Regions from separate parts of the Sus scrofa genome. Here region 2 is linked to region 1. The links are chromatin contacts, called in public HiChIP or PLAC-seq maps. All regions are on one chromosome and are shown on one strand. Each heading gives the region's core, a stretch centred on a gene start, on an enhancer-like site or on the middle of the called end of the contact. The rest is flanking DNA. Distances are from core to core; before and after follow the strand shown. Region 1 holds the start of ABHD2 (monoacylglycerol lipase ABHD2). Region 2 holds the start of POLG (DNA polymerase subunit gamma-1).

Region 1 (6,373 bases), core at 137-2,636:
TTATTATTCTACTCTATTCAGGCAAATGACAGGGGGCAGTGAAAGGGGGCTACTGGATGGCTTCTCTTTTGGACTCTAAAAAGCTCGGGGCCAGATCACATTAACTCTGCCAAACCTACAGTCTCCCACCCCCACCCCGGCAACTCTCCTGAGTCTGATCTTGGAGCCTGCCTTTGGATCTGGTTACTGGAATGCAAGTCAAACTAACACACTGGAGGTGGAGCAACCAAGAGAGAGGAATTAGGAAGATGATTAGAGGCAGCCCACGTAGTTCAAATTAAGGAGTTTCATGATGGCTAAATAAGCTACTTGGCAGGGTCCATTCTCTTTGCTAGCACAGACTCTTGAGAGTTGAGACCACACAACATCCACTTTCAAACTAATGGACCCCCAGCAGTACTCTTCTCAAGGTAGGCATTAAAGGTCACCCAGAGTGCCTCTGTGAGTGGAGAAGGGCCTTACAGGTGGGTCATGCAGTCTTCCCTTTCGAGTCCTTTCTAAGCATCCCTGACAGGTGGCTGTCACTTGGCCTCTGCCTGGTCACTTCCAAGGTCGAGATGGTGACTGCCTCGCCTAGCAGGGCCTGCTGCTGGACAGCTCTCACTGTGGGGAAAGATCACGAAGAGCCTAGAAAGGTGCCGGGCGCAGGGCCGAGCTCCCTAAGTGCGCCTCCAAGTGGGTCAAAAGCTACCTCCCAACTTGAACCTATCAGTCCTGGGTGCGCCTCTTGAGCCCAGAAACACAGAGGGCCCTCCGGTATTCCGGGTTTGTAATTAGGCCCCCGGCCCTCTCCCTATAGGCGCGGGTCCCATATCTCCTTCACCAAGACCCCTGCCTCAGACCCCAGAGGTCCCAAGGGTGCGCACGGATGCAGGAATGGCTGGCAGGGAGGCCGCAGTCGGGAATGTCCCCAGCCTCTGTGCCCGAGGCGAGAGGGGACAAAGAGCTTTCAGGAAGGCGTACCCCACCCAATGTGATCCAGGCTGCTTCCCTCCCCGACGGCCCTGGGGACCCCCGAGGCGCCAGGTGACAGGCCCCCGAGGATCCCGAGCCGCAGGCAACGGCGCGATGGGCCGAGCCACGACAGGACCGCGGGGCTCAGGGGTTTAGCCCAACTGATCCGGGGCTCGATCGCGGCTTAGCGGAGCTAGCTCGACCGTGGCTTTACCTGAGCGCGGTTGACTACAGCGGCCCAGCTCGCCCTCAGTCCAGTCTCCGCAGCTCCGCCGCTGCCGCCGGCGCTCATGGAAATGCAGCCGGAACCCCTGGCCAGTGCAGCTCCCGCCGCTACCGGCCCCGCCCAAGCAACTGCCGCCCCGCCCCTGACGACCGCTTCTACCACGCCCCTAACCACGGAAACTAGCCCGTTCATTGGGCCGCCCGGCTTCTGCTCTATGAGCCCCGAGGGCTTTTTACATCCAGAGGGTAGCCCATTGGTCAGGGGACCTACTCCTCAGAGTGGAGGCGGAGCCCTCAGCCGAGAGCTCCACGACAATTGGTTATTCTTGACGTCTTTAGCCAGTGGGTCAAGACGCTATAGGATAAAGCCAGCCTGGAGTGGGCAGGGCAAAGATAAGAGCGCGGAAAGCTGGGTAGTGGTTGATGTTGATGGAGGCGGGGTACCGAGAGGGAGGCATTTGTGACCGCAGCTGGTTTGGGGGGCTGGGTAAGGTCAGACGTCTTCTGGGGCTGGGAGGAGGGAGGCTGGCTGGTAGCTCAGCTGCCGGGCTTGAAGGCTCCAGGTCGACTGCTGGACTCACCTGTAGTTCAGGACACTGGTGGCAAGATTTGGGGCTCGTGTCCCAGGAGAGAGGAGGGAAGTTAGTGAGTCACCAAGCCATAAGGAGAAGAAAGGATGTGAAGGCAGCAGCCTCTGGCCTCTGCCAGCTAGGGAAGGATGATGGGGACGTGGCAGGCAGGGTGGACCTCAGTCATTGTCCCACTGTCCTTTCAGCTCTTAAGATGACCCTTGCTCAGTTGAAAGCAGCCTGGAAGAACGTAGCCTTCGGAAGCAGATCTTAGAGTTGGAATCCCTCTTGGTGTGTACAGGTTGCATGGCCCTGAGCAAGTCATTTAATTTTTCTGCATGCATCCTGATTATTTTTCATTTGGCAACTGGGAGTAACAACAGTAGTTAATGAGAAGTTTAAATAATTCTGGTAAACACTAACAGTGCCTGGCACTCAGTAGGCGTTCAATCAAGACTGGTTCCCCATCCACTTACCCATTGGTTTGTGGAACTAAGTCCAATTCTAAAATTCTATGAGTCTGAAACTGCTTTTGCAATGGCATGTGCTTTTACCAAGAAGAGAACACTTGACTAGCTTGAAAAGCAAATGCTTAAGGGCAGAGAGGGCTACCCTGCCAAGGCACAGTAGGGCTGGAAGAGAGAGAGCAAGGAATGAGATGGGAGTTGTGATTTTAGCCAGAGAAGGAAAGTGGTATTTGCATTCATGTTAATTTTTTCAACATATTTCAGGATTTTGAAAAATGGAGCTTCCTTTTTCCTGTTCACCCAACCATGTGTCCAGTGGCTCAAGTTTCGTGGAGTGAGACCACATATCCTTTGGAAGGCTGATCAGCACTGCACCAGAAACCACTGCATAAAATCTGTCAGGAACTCCTGAAGCCCATTCCCCATTCCGAAGCTATGGAAGTCCTAGAATATGAATGGAAATAGCCTCTCAAGGCTATTTCCCAGCTCCTTTGGGCCTACCTTTGAGAGAACCCATACCATGGTGCTCTCGAGGGAAGAAGGAGAAAGAATCCTCTGCTTTGTTTTTCATTCAGTTGTCACGTTACTTAAAACAAAAAGTTTTATTTCAGCATTTATTTATTCCTCTATATTCTCTTCCGTTTGGGGAAAGAAAAACCTGAACAGAGGGTTATAGTGAGGGACTCCTGTCGTTCTGACTCTTTGTGTTAAAAAAAATTGGGGCTTCCAGAAAAGAGCTTTGGATCTGTTGCCACTTTGTGTGTGTGTGTGTGTGTGTGTGTGTGTGTGTGTGTGTGTGTGCGCGCGCGCGCGTGCTCGCATACCCCCACACACTTGGTTCTGCTCCATGGTTTTCCAGTTCTTGTGTCTTTGAATAGTACTGCTCGGTGGCCATCTCTATGTCTGCACTCCTGCTAGGGAAACAGGTTTGCTCCTGCTCATGTTTGCTAAAGGAGACTGAGATGTCTTGTTAGGCCCTGAAAAACCTGATGTGGCTCCCGAGATCCAAAAAGATTTCTCCAGCTGGATTCAGAGCCACAAAAAGTGGCTCTGGGGAGTAGGGTGCAGATGGCTTATCATTGTGCAAATGGAATTTTCCATCCATGTCAGGAACACAGCTTTAGCCAAGAGTTCCAGGAAGGGATGCTCATCAGGTTCAGGAATTCTAGAACACAGTTGTGTCACTAAGGCTCAAAAAGAGGCATAGAATGAGCCTAGACAGAGAAGAAAGAGGGGAAGGCCATGTATATCTCCTTCCCAGCTCTGGCTGGTTTAAATAATGATCCGTTACTCTTTGCAACATAGAACTGCTTTTTTCTTTTCTTTCTTTTTTTTTTTTTTTAGGACCTCATCCATGGCATATGGAGGTTCCCACGCTAGGGGTCGAATTGGAGCTGCAACTGCCAGCCTATACCACAGCCACAGCAATGCAGGATTTGAGCTCCATCTGCGACCTACACCACAGCTCATGGCAACATCAGATCCTTAACCAACTGAGCAGGGCCAGGGATCGAACCTGCACCCTCACAGATACTGGTTGGTTTCATTTCTGCTGCGTCACAACAGGAACTCCTAGAACTACTTTCTTATTGGTCTCTGGTTTCTGTTTCCTCTTCTTTGCTTTGGCTCTTGCTGTATTCTGTTGAATTATGTTATTTCATTCAATATAGTGGTTCTGTGGGAGGCCATTTAGGAGACAGAATGGACTCATTTTTGCCTTCAAGTTTAGTCACCTGTCGGGATGGAAGATTTGGTGAGGCTTGGTCTGGGATAACCAGTGGTTTGGACTTGGCTATGAAGTACATTTCTGAGAGCATGAGAGTGCCTTGTTATAAAAGAGAACCAGCAAAGAGTTCCTGTCATGGCACAGTGGAAACAAATCTGACTGGGAACCATGAGGTTGTGGGTTTGATCCCTGGCCTCGCTCAGTGGGTTAAGGATCCGGATGGTGTTGCTGTGAGCTGTGGTGTAGGTCACAGATGTGGCTCAGATTCCAAGTTGTTGTGGCTGCGGTGTAGGCTGGCAGCTATAGCTCTGATTGGACCCCTAGCCTGGGAACCTCCATATGCTACGGGACAAAAAAATTAAAAAAAAAAAGAGAACCAGCAAGAGGGCATGCACCCACCCACATTCTGAAATGACTAAAGTTTAATCACTTTACTGAAGAGGAACTGGCTCTAAGATCACCTGGGTTTTCTCAGCAGGATCTGGGAAATTCCTTGGGGTCCTCAGAGAGGCATCAGGCAGCAGAGGTCAGAGCAGATCGTGGGCTCTATTTATTTTCTTCTAGCAAATCAGTGATTCACTCAGTTTGTCATTTTCATTATTCTGTCATTGTCATTATCCTTAATGGATGATCGACAGCAATGGGCTTTGGCTTCTCTGCTGCTGAGGCTTGAATCCTGACTCTGCCTCTCCTAGCTTTGTGACCTTGGGCATAAACCGTGCCTCTCTGTGCCCCACTTCCATAAAATTTAGGTGACAGTAAATTGTGCTTTCCTCATGGGGTGCTGGGAAGAGCAGATGGTTTATAGATGTTAAGTGCATCAAATGGTGCCTGCCATATATTTCAGCTCTTAAATGTTTTGTTTGTAGCTGTTATAGATCATTTAAGGATGTTTCTTGGAGTTCCCATCATGGCTCAGTGGTTAACGAATCCGACTAGGAGCCATGAGGTTTTGGGTTTGATCCCTGGTCTCACTCAGTGGGTTAAGGATCTGGCATTGCTGTGAGCTGTGGTGTAGGTCACAGATGTGGCTCGGATCCCGCAGTTGCTGTGGCTGTGGCGTAGGCCAGAGGCTACTGCTCCAATTCGACCCCTAACCTGGGAACTTCCATATGCCTCGGGTGCGGCCCTAGAAAAGACAAAAAAAAAGATTGTTTCTCAAAGTGCTAACTCATCTTCTAAGTTCTGTCCCTCAGAAGTAGTGGTCACGGGATTCGGGATTTGCTTTTATATAGACTTCATTTTTTAAAATGGTTTTAGAGTCACAGCAAAACTGGACAGAAAGTACAGAAAGTTCTCATTTACCCATCACCCCAACAGTTGCAGGATTTTTTTTTTTTTTAAGAGTCATATATCTACCACCTGGTGAGAGAAACGTTTCCTTTGGAATATCCTTAGCAGAGAGGGTTTGGAGGACTGAGTAAAGACCTCATTGACATAATCACTCTGAGGGAGATGGGAAAGTTTGTGGGTGAGTGAAGAGCGCAAAAAGTTGCAGCCTGGGTGTTCCTGAAATTCTCCTAAGGCCCCAGATAGCTCAGGCTCTGAGGAATCCAAAATTATCGCTTAATTGTCACACACAGTGCTCCCTGTGCATGCAGTGGGCAGTGAGTTCAGAATGCCCCAGGGCCCGGCTTCCTGGCTAGCTTCTGCTTGATAACAGAGATGAAGTTTGTTGGGAAGTTCTATGTTCCCCACATGCAATAGTTCCATGAGGACAAACTATGAGGAAATTTAAGGGTTTAGCCTTTTTTTTGTTGTTAGGAAAGCCTCCTGCTGGCTAGCCAAACAGTGACAAGTAATAAACTTGTCTGTGATTCGGGCTCCTTCCTTAAACCTGCACGTGGATTTGTCCATAATCATGTCATAAGGTGGTTTTACATCCAGAACAATCTTGTTTTATGCCTGCTGTCCTGGCAAAATGTTAATAATGTCCCCCTTTCATTCTCAGATGGTATCAATTTGAATGATAAATTACATGGTACCACGTATACACATAGGACCCAGGTATGAAAATAGTCATGTCTTCCCCCCTCCCACACGCATGCACAAAGTTGTTCCAGCCTTATAATCAGATACACACAGAGTGTCAGACAGGCGGTTGGCTAAAGATGACTTTTTAGTCACCATGCATTCCTTTTCTTGATGTCATCTTTAATTACAGTCATAAAAATTGAGTTGTTCATGCGGTTAACGCAAAAGAAGTCAGTAAAACTTCTACATTGAATAAGTGCTTCGTGGAGTTCCCGTCGTGGCTCAGGAGTTAACCCACCTGACTAGGATTCATAAGGACACAGGTTTGCTCTCTGGCCTTACTCAGTGGGTTAAGGATCTGGCATTGCTGTGAGCTGTGGTGTCGGTCACAGACGAGGCTTGGATCTGCATTGCTGTGGCTGTGGTGTAGGCAGGCAGCTGCAGCTCTGATTCAACCC
Region 2 (5,884 bases), core at 913-3,412, 250 kb before region 1:
TAGCTTTTTTGAGCCATAGACATCTTCTAAGAATAATCCTTGTTTGTTTGTTTTTGCCCTTTATCTGGATAGGGGTCTAATTGGAACTGCAGCTGCGGGCCTACAGCACAGCAACACTGGATCCAAGCCTCATCTGCAACCTACACCACAGCTCGGGGCAACTCCAGATCCTTAACCCACTGAGTGGGGCCAGGGATCTAGCCTGAGTCCTCAAGGATAATAGTCAGGTTTGTTACCGCTGAGTCACTCACAACGGAAACTCCTTAAGAATAATACGGGGTTTTTTTGGTTTTTTTTAGGGCCGCATCCACAGCATATGGAAGTTCCCAGGCTAGGGGTCTAATTGGAGGAGCTGTTGCTGCCAGCCTATGCCACAGCCACAGCAACACCAGATCTGAGCTGCGTCTGCAACCTACACCACAGCTCATGGATTGTATTCGCAACCTCGTGGTTCCTAGTAAGATTCGTTTCCACCACACCACGATGCAAACTCCTGAGAACAATGTTTTTAAATGCATACAAAGGAAATCAAAGATAATGAAACATTAGAAAGAACACAAAGGTGATGTAATTTTTGGTTAACTCATTTTAAAAGGAGGCCTAGGAGCAGCCTAACACACTTCTGTTTTGCAGTACAGATGAGCGTGAACAATCTGCAGCAACTGTAATGTTTTATGGGAATATCTGTGTTTGCACTCAGGGGCAAAGTCTCGGGTACTGCTAACCCTACTGCGGCTGCTCACCTAACCTCATAATTGAAGGAAATGCTAAATCGCAGAAAAAGATTAGAGGAAATAATGAAAATGTTTTCCCCACTTAGGGACTCCCTGAGTTAAGCCTTGTCTTGGCATTTTGTAAAAAATATCAGTGGTAACATGGTTAAGCGACAAGAAAAACCCAGATTATAAAATGCTGAATTTTCAGTTGAGTGTAATTTTTGCCAAGAGAAAGAACCAAATAAAAGTACTTTTCTGTGTATATTAAATATATCTTGGAGTTCCCGTAGTGGCGCAGTGGAAACGAATCCGACTAGGAACCATGAGGTTGCGGGTTTGGTCCCTGATGTCGTTCAGCGGGTTAAGGATCTGGCGTTGCCTGTGAGCTGTGGTGTAGGTGGCAGATGCGGCTGGGATTCCGCGTTGCTGTGGCTGTGGTGTAGGCCGGCAGCTGTAGTTCCGATTAGATCCCTAGCCTGGGAACTTCCATCCATTTGCTGCAGGTGTGGCCCTAAAAAGCAAAAAAAAAAAAAAAAAAAAAAAAAAAAATGTATGAATTGCAACGTGTAAACAATATTTCATACTTAAAAATAAAGGGAGGGAGTTCCCTGGTGGTCTACGGAAGGATCTAGAGTAATGCTACTGTGAGGCCTTCACAGACCTTTTCCTGGGGTTTTCTCTGCCTTTCTGGGTGGGTTGTGTCCGCAGGACAGGTGGGGAGTGTGTTTTCCTGGGTATCTCCAAACCGCACCGCTGAAAAATACTGAAGGCCGTTGTCAGATCCTGGTGTCCTGGCACAGGCACGGGCTGGAAGGTGGGGACTGACTTTCGGTGAGGCCTCAGTGTTGACCCTCATCAGCTGTGTGTCCTCAGGTCTGTCTCAGATCGCTCTTAGCCTCACTTTCCAAATCTTCGTAGCTGTGTCTCCAGGATCCAGGTTCTCCCTTTCACATGGGGCTTAATCTGAGTAGTACTTGACAGTTTATCAGCGGGATGCGCGGACAGGAGACCGCAAAGACTGGAGGGCAGCTCCCCGCGCTGGGGCGAGGGCTTAATATCCGGTTGCAGATTCCGGTTCGGTGAAAGGTAGCGTTTGTACCGTCAGAATTGCCCCAGACGGGGAGAGGAAGGGTCTGCCTCAGGTGCCAATTTCCACCATTCCGACACATCTAATGATTTGAAACCAGTGCCTCGGCTTAGGATGCCCGCCAGCTTTACCTTCGTGGAGGTACACGCACGGCAGATGACTGTTAGAACCGTACTGCGGCTTCCCCACGCAGAGGAGCAATTTCGCACCGACGTACGGGGCGTGGTGGATGGGGACCCGTACTTCCCCAGATCTGGGTGTTTCCAGACGTCAGTGAACTGTAGTAATTGGTAACAGCGTCTCGTGCGGTCCTGGCTAAATACCTAGGAAGGTGCAAATCAAAAAGGGTAGCTGAGCTTCCGACCGCGGCAGGACTCGAACCTGCAATCTTCTGATCCGAAGTCAGACGCCTTATCCATTAGGCCACGCGGCCGCCCGCTTGCTGTTACTCTTTGGACAGCCTAAACTATATTTTTACCGCCTACTGTCTTGCCTGGGACCAACCCACCTGCTTCTTGAGCGGGGGAGGTTGGACCTTGATTCCCAGAGTTCCGTAGGGAGAGCCCACCCGGAAGTCCTATTCCCCCCCCACGGGCGGACCGGTCCATTTGTGACTCTCCTATTGGTCGCACTGGGAGTCTCCCGCCTGCCTCTCGGGGTAGCCGCGGGACCGAGCGGGACGCAGACGGGAAGTTGCGGCTGCCAGCGAGGCGGACTGGTCGGGTGGAAGCCACAGGCCACGCCGAGGCTGCAAAGGCCGCGCGAGGGGAGACGCCGCGTCTCTGGCCTGGGGTCGGCAGCCGCCGACTGAGAAGCTCCGGGTGGACTGAGGTTTCCGGAGGGTCGGCGCTGAGGGGAGGTCGGGTCGCTGAGCGGTGGCGAAGGGAGCGCGGCCTTGAGCTGGGCGGAGGCTCGTCCCAGGGCGCACCGCGGCGCTGCCGCCGGGCTCAGGCGGGCTGGCGGCCGGGAGCGCCGGGGGCCTCTGCCGACGCCACCTGCCGGGCTCCTTCGGCCCGCTGGGCCCCGGCCCGGGCGTGGGTGGGGACCCCGCGGGACGGCGGCCTCCCCGGACGGGTTCGAATCCGCGCGCTGGCTCCTAGAGGCGCTAGGGCCTCGGGCTGCGGCGGTCACGGTAATGGCAGCCACCGTTAGCCGAGCATTTGCCCAGGGCTGGGCTGCCCGACCTGGTCGCCCTGTGTCACCCGAAAAGCTGTCTGTATGGCTGGTAGAACTCATAACCCCATTTCAAAGAGTCGGGAACCGGGGCCTAAGAAGCTTGCCCAAGGTCATAGGTCTCCTAGGAGCCGGAGCCGGGATTCAAACCTGTTCAGAGTCTGCGCTCTTAGCCACTAACCTTCATCTTCCCCAGTGAACCCATGTGAGCCCCAGTTTTCCTCTGGAGGGATACTGATCCTTCTCAAGGTTGTCTGATGATTAACTGAGAAAATGTACCCAAAGGCGCCTGGCACACTGCCTGAGACGCAGCAAGTGCTTAAGAGCGATGGTTGTTAATGTAGCACGTGTTGGGCATTTCATAAGTTAACACTGTCGTCTGTCTCCTTTAGGATTTGTTGGGTGGAAGGCAGGCATGATCAGGACCGTTTCACTGACAGGAAAAGAGAGACGGGACGTGTCTCCCTCCACGTCTTCCCGCCAGTAAAAGCTGCCAAGCTGGAGCCCAAAGCCAGGTGTCCTGACTCCCAGCGGGGGGCTCCCTGCACCAACCATGAGCCGCCTGCTCTGGAGGAAGGTGGCCGGCGCCAGCGTCGGGCCAGGGCCGGTTCCAGCTCCAGGGCGTTGGGGCTTCAGCTCCGCCCCCGTCCCCGTCCCCAGCGACGGGCAGCCGCCGCCGCAGCCGCCGCAGGTGCCCTCCTCGGAGGACGGGCAGCTGCGGCACAACCCACTGCACATCCAGATGCTCTCGAGAGGGCTCCACGAGCAAATCTTCGGGCGCGGCGGGGAGATGCCCGGCGAGGCCGCGGTGCGCCGCAGCGTCGAGCACCTGCAGAAGCACGGGCTCTGGGGGCAGCCGGCCTCGCCCTTGCCGGACGTGGAGCTGCGCCTGCCGCCCCTCTACGGGGGCAACCTGGACCAGCACTTCCGCCTCCTGGCCCAGAAGCAGAGCCTGCCCTACCTGGAGGCGGCCAACTCCCTCTTGCAGGCCCAGCTGCCCCCCCGGCCCTCGAGCTGGGCCTGGGCGGAGGGGTGGACCCGGTACGGCCCCGCGGGGGAGGCCGAACCCGTGGCCATCCCCGAGGAGCGGGCCCTGGTGTTCGACGTGGAGGTCTGCTTGGCAGAGGGAACTTGCCCCACATTGGCGGTGGCCATATCCCCCTCGGCCTGGTGAGTAGGGGCTGGGGTTGGGGACTTCAGCACACGTGGGGGGCCCAGCTTAATAGTTTGGTTCAGGGAACATTTGCTGAGCTCCAACGATGTGTCTGATAGGCGCTTTTCCAGGGATTGTGAATTCAGCAGTGAGCTAAAATAAGTTGGACCCCAGCTTGTACAGAGCTTACTTTCTGGTGGGCAGGTGGGTGGTAAAGGACACCCAAGCAAAGGTCAGGTGGTGACAGGGGCTCTGCACAGAATCACAGTGGAGTGCTGGACTTGAAACTGACTGGGAGACCACTTGAGATCACCTTGATTTGGTGCCTTATGGCTTCCTGAGAAGTTGGCCCGAGACATTGGACTGTGTTTCTATCTGGGGATGCTAATGGTTCTTTTGAGCAAGAGAAACCTCCCTTTTGCGGCAGTGTCCCAGGCAGTGTAAGAGGCTTAGCATCCCCAGCTGTTCCCTTGAATGCCAGACTAAACCCCGCCCCCTTCAGTGTTTCCAAATCCTTCCCTCCCCCCAGGTAACACCCCCCCCCATTTGAGAAACAGTGTTTCCTTTCCCCAGCCTCCCAAGGCATTGGTGCAGGCATTTTGGTCCCTCAAAGGTATATCCCATCTCTTTCCTTTTTAAAATAACTTTTCTAAAGTGCTACCCACGTTTCTTTTTCAAACAATGATGGCAGTACTGTTTCTCCCCTTTTTTTATTCTTCATTCCAGGATTAAAATACTATTTACAACCTTAATGCTTTCAGGCATGGCCAGCAAAAAAAGTTGGCAGTTTCTTTATTCCTATTGGAAGCTACATCTTTGTAAAGAAAGCTGCGAAATGTTAAATATGCAGTTGAAAATGGTGAAAACATGGCTAAATAGATAAGGTAGGCATTAATGGCTGAAAAGAGAAAAACTAGATGATTCCTCATTGATTTAGTTGCAGTTAAGATGAGACTCTCAGTGCTTACTGTGTAACTCGATGGTCAGAATAGAGGGAATGCTGTCCATCATTTGAGGAGATGCAGTAGGCTGTGGTGGCTGAAAGGAAATGAGGGAACCAGTGACAAGAAGGACTTGTCTTTTGAACTTTTGGTCATTTGGGGCCACTTTACCCAAAGTCCCCTTTTTCTTTTCGCTGCCTCCTTCTTCCTCGACTAACTTTTCACCTCTTTCAGTTTTCTCTCCCTTTCCCTCCCACCCTCCTCTCATTCTCATTCCATTTCTTGCCAGTGGTACCAGGGGCACTGCTGGGTCTGCCTGGCGGCAGAGGTCATTGCTGAGGAGTGGGCTCGTGTGGGGCCTTCCTGGGAGCTGGGGTGGGGTGGGGGTGGGTTGGTGCCCGATGGGTCCCTGCCAGCAGCCCACTCTTCCTCTGGGCACATCCTTGCCACGGGGCTGGGGAACGTGAGGCTCCAGAGCAGGCCGCGGTTTCCATTGGGAAGGAGAAGCCCATAGGGCAACTTCCCCAAGGCTGCTGGTCAGGGCTTTGGTCATCAGACCAGAGGGACATTGCACAAGCTGTCAGTGCTGATGGACGAGTCACAGGGAAAGTGCAGTATGAATGGCAGTGGTTCTAACTCATCTTCAATTTGCCAGAGGTGTTTGTGTTTTGGCCTCTTTTTTTTTTTTTTTTTTTTTTTTTTTTTTTTTTTTTTTAAATCACAAGTCACTTTAACAAGGTGGTTCTCATGCATAGCTGCAGCCCTAGAGCTTGACCCCAGTCTGGCTTTTTATCACACCCAAAGTTCCTGTCAT

The links. HiChIP or PLAC-seq counts read pairs in DNA pulled down with a chosen protein or histone mark.
Region 2: a contact with region 1 is called in an H3K27ac HiChIP or PLAC-seq map of alveolar macrophages. The contact joins the promoter of POLG here to the promoter of ABHD2 in region 1. A contact is called at or near these places in 2 of 47 Hi-C or Micro-C datasets (liver and skeletal muscle) and 1 of 2 datasets of contacts at active chromatin or transcription factors (alveolar macrophages).

What each region holds. Positions count from the first base shown.
Region 1 is chr7:54,650,707-54,657,079 of Sscrofa11.1, reverse strand. ABHD2 (monoacylglycerol lipase ABHD2) reads right to left here and starts at 1,386. Exons shown (of 11, transcript XM_001925989.7): 1 at 1,169-1,386. It also overlaps LOC102161272.
Region 2 is chr7:54,903,445-54,909,328 of Sscrofa11.1, reverse strand. It overlaps POLG (DNA polymerase subunit gamma-1), which reads left to right and starts at 2,162. Exons shown (of 23, transcript XM_001927064.5): 1 at 2,162-2,634; 2 at 3,369-4,146. The coding sequence starts at 3,530. It overlaps TRNAR-UCG (a tRNA gene), which reads right to left and starts at 2,236; the gene lies at 2,164-2,236.